Linked DNA regions of Danio rerio: region 1 is linked to region 2. A link is a contact called in public Micro-C data. All regions are on one chromosome and are shown on one strand. The core of a region is the stretch at or near the end of the contact, and the rest is flanking DNA. Distances in the headings are between cores, read along the strand shown. Region 1 has its middle 200 kb from the start of ebf3a. Region 2 holds the start of ebf3a (EBF transcription factor 3a).

The links. A called contact is a pair of places that touch in the nucleus more often than the background predicts.
Region 1: a Micro-C map of caudal fin shows a contact between it and region 2, with 4 times the contacts expected there. The contact joins the enhancer-like site here to the promoter of ebf3a in region 2. A contact is called at or near these places in 3 of 18 Hi-C or Micro-C datasets (caudal fin and embryo) and 1 of 4 datasets of contacts at active chromatin or transcription factors (embryo).

The regions. Positions count from the first base shown.
Region 1 is chr12:44,715,371-44,718,070 of GRCz12tu, forward strand. No RefSeq gene overlaps it. Among named protein-coding and RNA genes, the nearest start is that of ebf3a, 200 kb to the left of the region's middle. Within about 2 kb of position 1,376, at least 8 of the 62 cell types and tissues checked have an H3K27ac peak or open chromatin away from gene starts, as enhancers often do. A contact at or near this core is called in caudal fin, where this site is marked.
Region 2 is chr12:44,516,476-44,519,175 of GRCz12tu, forward strand. ebf3a (EBF transcription factor 3a) reads left to right here and starts at 1,370. Exons shown (of 16, transcript NM_001080602.1): 1 at 1,370-1,983; 2 at 2,235-2,391. The coding sequence starts at 1,850.

The DNA.
Region 1 (2,700 bases), core at 126-2,625, 200 kb after region 2:
AAAAAATATATTAAATAAATAAAAAATATATTAAATATAGAAACTTATTTAGCCAATATACATACTAACAAACTAAAAACAGACAGAACTTAAGTACGCTTGTGTGAAATAATACTCATTTTTAATATAAAAATACATATATATATTATTTATTAAATATTAGAAACACATTCTATGTAAATCAAAAAAAATATTAAATAAAAATAAATAAATGAACTATATTAAATAAAGTAACTTATTTAGCCAATATACATATTAATAAATAAATAACAGACAGAACTTAAGATATTTATCTATAAGATTGTGAACTAATATTTGAATAATATAAATAAATTAAGTGCATATATGTGTAAATAAATGTTTAATATACACAATATATTTTATTTAGTAAATATTAAATAAAGATTCTATTTAAATAAAAAAATGTTAAATAAAGATAAATAGATAAACTATATTAAATATAGAAACTTATTTAGCCAATACATATACTAACAAACAAACAGCAGACAGAATTTAAGGTATTTATCTATATGGTTGTGTAAAATAATATTAAAATAATATCATTAAATTAAATATATATGAAGTTTTCATTGTTAAATAGACCTAATAAAACACATTTAATCATATAAACACACTTTAATATACATGTGTATGTAGTTGTAAAATCAAAATAACGTGTGTGTGTGTGTGTGTGTGTGTATATACACACAAAAAATAATAGTGAGCATTTTAATATAGCACAACTTGCCAATGTTTTGTGTGTGTGTGTGTGTGTGTGTGTGTGTGTGTGTGTGTGTGTGTGCACTTCCTCTAAACTGTACTGCCCTCTATTGGATATCAAACAACACAAGAGTGCTGGAAGACAGGAGAGAATTTCCTTAGTCTCTCCACACACTGAGGCATGTGTGTTTTTACGTTGCTTTTATCCGGACGTCTAACACAGTAATTGCAATTGATTAAAATCCCTACTCTTCAGAATAAATCCGTTGTATTCTGGACTGTTGCCTAAATGAATCCCAGCAACATATAAACTCAAGTGCATCCAATGCAAATGACAAGGCGCTCCGCAATTACACAACTGATTGTTTACCATGCTGCTGATACGTGGTGCGTCTTTAATTACTGAGAACGATCAGTTGTCACTTTGTTACTAGAGAAGTGTGATGTTTACATGAGCTCTGCTACTTCCAGCTCTTCGTTCCCTGCTCTCCGCACATGTTATTAGGCCCACATTTTCTTTGCACACCTCATTATCTCATTGCGTTTCTGTTTAAATATTTGCTTTTGGATCGAGTTGTGCCGGTTAGCTTAAAATGTGTCATTTCCTGTTCTCAGGAGTTCGCTCGATCTGCCCCATAACATATAAACAGACCGCACCTCTGCTGACATCACCGCGAAACACGAGTCTGAGAGTTAACAAGAAATCCATCCAAACCATAAAGCATAATTAGAGCTGAGCAAAAACACACCAGGGTTTCAGAGGAACAGACCACGGAGCCTCAGGATCTGCAAGGAAACCCAGATACTTAAAGTGGGATGCGTTTAAATAACCCAAATGAACGTTTCGAGCTTGTCCCAGTGATTGGCGTGTCGTTTTTTAATGGCTCTACATTAAATATCCTCTGCCAGGCTTAGTTTAACTGAGGCAGCATTTTACAAGTGTGGCTTTGCTAAACTTGTTTCCACATTTTTACAAGGTCATTAACTCATGTAATGAACTCTAAACGCACTGCAAACAACACTTGATTAGAAACACAAGCATGCAGTGCATTTCTGTATTTAATTTAAGCATTATGTCAATGAGTTATGACATCTGTTTTTCGCTTTGGGTCGCGTATGTGTGGGTTTTGGGTTTGCGCAGAGAGCAACTCGCGTTCTTTTCCACCCGCAAACACATTAACGTCCTGGACTGGATATTGTCCTTCAACACAACAGATGCTTCCTTAAAGGGCCGGCTCTTTTGGGGCAGAGTTTGGCCCTGCTACAGACCCCTTCCACCCCCCCTGCTGCTGTCCCTTTAAATCATGCTTTCACGGACATTAAAAATAGAACAAATCTGAACAGAAGACATGCAGAAACGGTCAGATGGTGTAGAATGAGGCGTTCGGTTTACACTTAAAGCATCTAAAAGCTAAAAACACAATCATGGGTCATGTCATGCTAATAAAAATATGCTTTGCTAATGAACATTTCATTTTAGAAATGTACTGAAATGATTGGAAGAATAATTTAAATGTTCTCAGAACACTCCAAAACAAGTAACATTCATTCATTCATTCATTCATTCATTCATTCATTCATTCATTTTCTTTTCAGCTTTGTTCCTTTAATAGTCTGGGGTCGGCACAGCAAAATGAACCGCCAGCTATTCATGCATATGTTTTACGCAGCAGATGCCCTTCCAGCTGCAACCCAGTACTGGGAAACACCCATACACACTCATTCACACATACACATACACTGACCATGTTAGCTTACCCAATTCATCTATAGTGCATGTGTTTTGACTGTGGGGGAAAGCCGAGCACCCGGAGGAAACACATGCCAACATGCAAACTCCACACAGAAATGCCAACTGACCCAACTGGGACTCGATCCAGTGACCTTCTTGCTGTCTAGCGACAGTACTAACTATTGAGCCACCATGGCACCCTATTGTCACATTGATTCTTGATAAATAATTATAATATGATAGATGTA
Region 2 (2,700 bases), core at 120-2,619:
ATAGATCAAAGTCAATGCGAATCATAGACACACACAAAAAAAGCATATCAATCTTAAATTGTCGTAAAATATAATTTTATTACTTACGTATTTAATTAGACGACGATGCAATGTGATGGATTTTGAGTCGAGGCAAGAGCAACAGCTTTGATAATTCACTTATCTTTGGCAATAGTCATTAACCCCCAACACTAGCAGAATAGATTGCTGTGTAAAACACATCTCTCTTCTCCTCTCTCCGTCCATCCATCCATCCCTCCCTCCAGCGCACATGGTCCCCAGATAACCAACATCGGACTTCCATTTTCTCCTTTTAATTCAAATATTAACATACATGCAGAGTCTGCCAATATCGAAGACACGAGCACCTTAGCAAATGAAAGAAAGAAAATGACCCTTATTGTCCCGATAAATGATTATATTTTTATTACAAAAGACATCCTACTTCTTGCGCATAGAAGGAGAGGGTGGACGCAATGTTTCCCCCGAGTCCTTTCACAGTTTCAGATGTAATTCTGCAATAATTTACAAAATTAACGCGTGTACGCGCTAGGACTAGGAGTTTGGCATCGCCTCGGCTCGCTCCACGAACGCAGAACGCAAAGTGTGTTTTAGGTTGGAGCAGTCAATGTTGCCATAATTTAGGACGCGCGCATTACGCCATTATGCAGATGCCCAGGGTGTTTATTATAAGGAGCATCTAGTCTTAAAATGCCAGTGCACCTTCTCGACTTGAGAGTAATCAGAGGAGAAACCGGTGAATCGATTTGCGTTTGTCAATTAGGCGCCAGGGACGTTTGGCACTGTCATTGCGACGATGGCCTTTCTGTTTTCTTTTTAATTCTGGAAAGCTGCTAGGAATTGGGTGGTCAGTGCTCCTTTTTTTATTATTATTATCGTTATTATTTCTATCCCCCCAACCCCACCACCCCCCTCTTTTGCACTCTATAAACTTGCATGGCAGTTTTAACCTCGCAGGATATATAGTTCCTGCGCGCCGCGCGCTTTATTTGCCGGCTTTCATTATCATTCATTTTTTTGTTCCTCTCTGATGATTACTTGACATGATGTTCACTGGAAAAGCAGCAGCAGCGGCAGTGACTCCACTCGCGTACGTACTCACGGTCCAAGCTTAAAGCCCAGCGACAGGAAGCGTCAATCCTCTCCATGTATGGGCAAAGCCCCGCCCACGTGCGCGTCATCCTCTGACAGCGTGGATCCCGTGGGTCTGGAGTTTTTGGCTCCCGGGAAAGGTTCCAGTCCTGGGGGATAGAGGGTTGAGTTTTGTATGCTTCCATCCATTCTGCAAAGACGCGCTAAAGGCCCCTCATCATCCTCTCCCGTGTCCGGGAACACCTCCACGGTGATCATTTACGCGTTTATTTGTCTTTTGGAGCCAGAAGTGGTGGATTCAGCAGTGTCCCGAAGCCTTTTTTGATGCTGTTGTTATAGGATGCCACCAAGCTAAGAGCATCATCACCATCATCATCATCATCATCAACAACAACAACAACAAGCGAAAGTTGCAAGAAATGTTTAACTGAATTAAAACAAGTCGAATATCCCGGCTATTTGCGCGACTTGTTCCACGGGAGGATCTCTCATCTATCCAAACAAGCTGCTGGAGAGGCTTGAGAATCTTTTACGCGCTGAATCGTTCATGTGGTGCCAACGCAGGACGGACTGAAGAAGGAGTCGGGACTGCTTTTTTTTCTCTTCTCTTCTTTTCGACAAATCCCAAACAAACTCTCACGGCTATCCGAAGGGGCTCTCGGAGAAACGACGCGCCCTCGCTCACACTCTCATTTCATCTCTTTGGCTGGAAGTGGGTTGCACGCGAACTGTTTTAATGTTTGGTATTCAGGAAAATATACCGAGAGGGGGAACCACTATGAAAGAGGAACCGCTGGGCAGTGGCATGAATCCGGTCCGATCGTGGATGCACACGGCTGGGGTGGTGGATGCGCACACGGCCGCCCAGAGGTACGTTTGCCAAATCATCCGATTTTTTAATGCATTTCTCAGATCGACCCCTAAATCCCCAATATGCCATGTATCAATTACACTCTCCCCATGCACCTCTTCGCCGCTTTCCCCTGTTCATTACATCATATTACAGTTTAAGTGACAAATCAAGAATTCTCCCATGTTTTCATTCTATCTACATCTATCTGTATCTCAAGTGTGTACGCCTGTTGTTTTAACCCACACTGGTGTCTTGTTTTCCCCCGCAGTGGAGTTGGTCTGGCACGGGCGCACTATGAGAAACAACCGCCATCCAACCTCAGAAAATCCAATTTTTTCCACTTCGTCCTGGCGCTTTATGACAGACAGGGACAGCCAGTGGAGATCGAAAGGACAGCTTTTGTGGACTTTGTGGAAAAGGAGAAAGTAAGCGCCACTCTGGAATACTGCTTTGAATTTTCAGCTAAAAAAGTTCCACATCTAGAATCTTTGGAAACACGTGCGCCGTAAAGCACTTTTGACGGATATCACAGAAAAGCAAAACACTAAACTAAATAGATACATGCATTACACACATTATTGCCGGGGATTGATACAAACTAGAAGTAGAGTTGCTGGATGAAAGCGTAAATGTGTTTCGGAGAACATGCATACAGACAAAATGCATGCATTTTATAAATATACAAAAATAAAATCTCAGCATTCCAGTAATGCCAATCTGACCCCAAACAAATG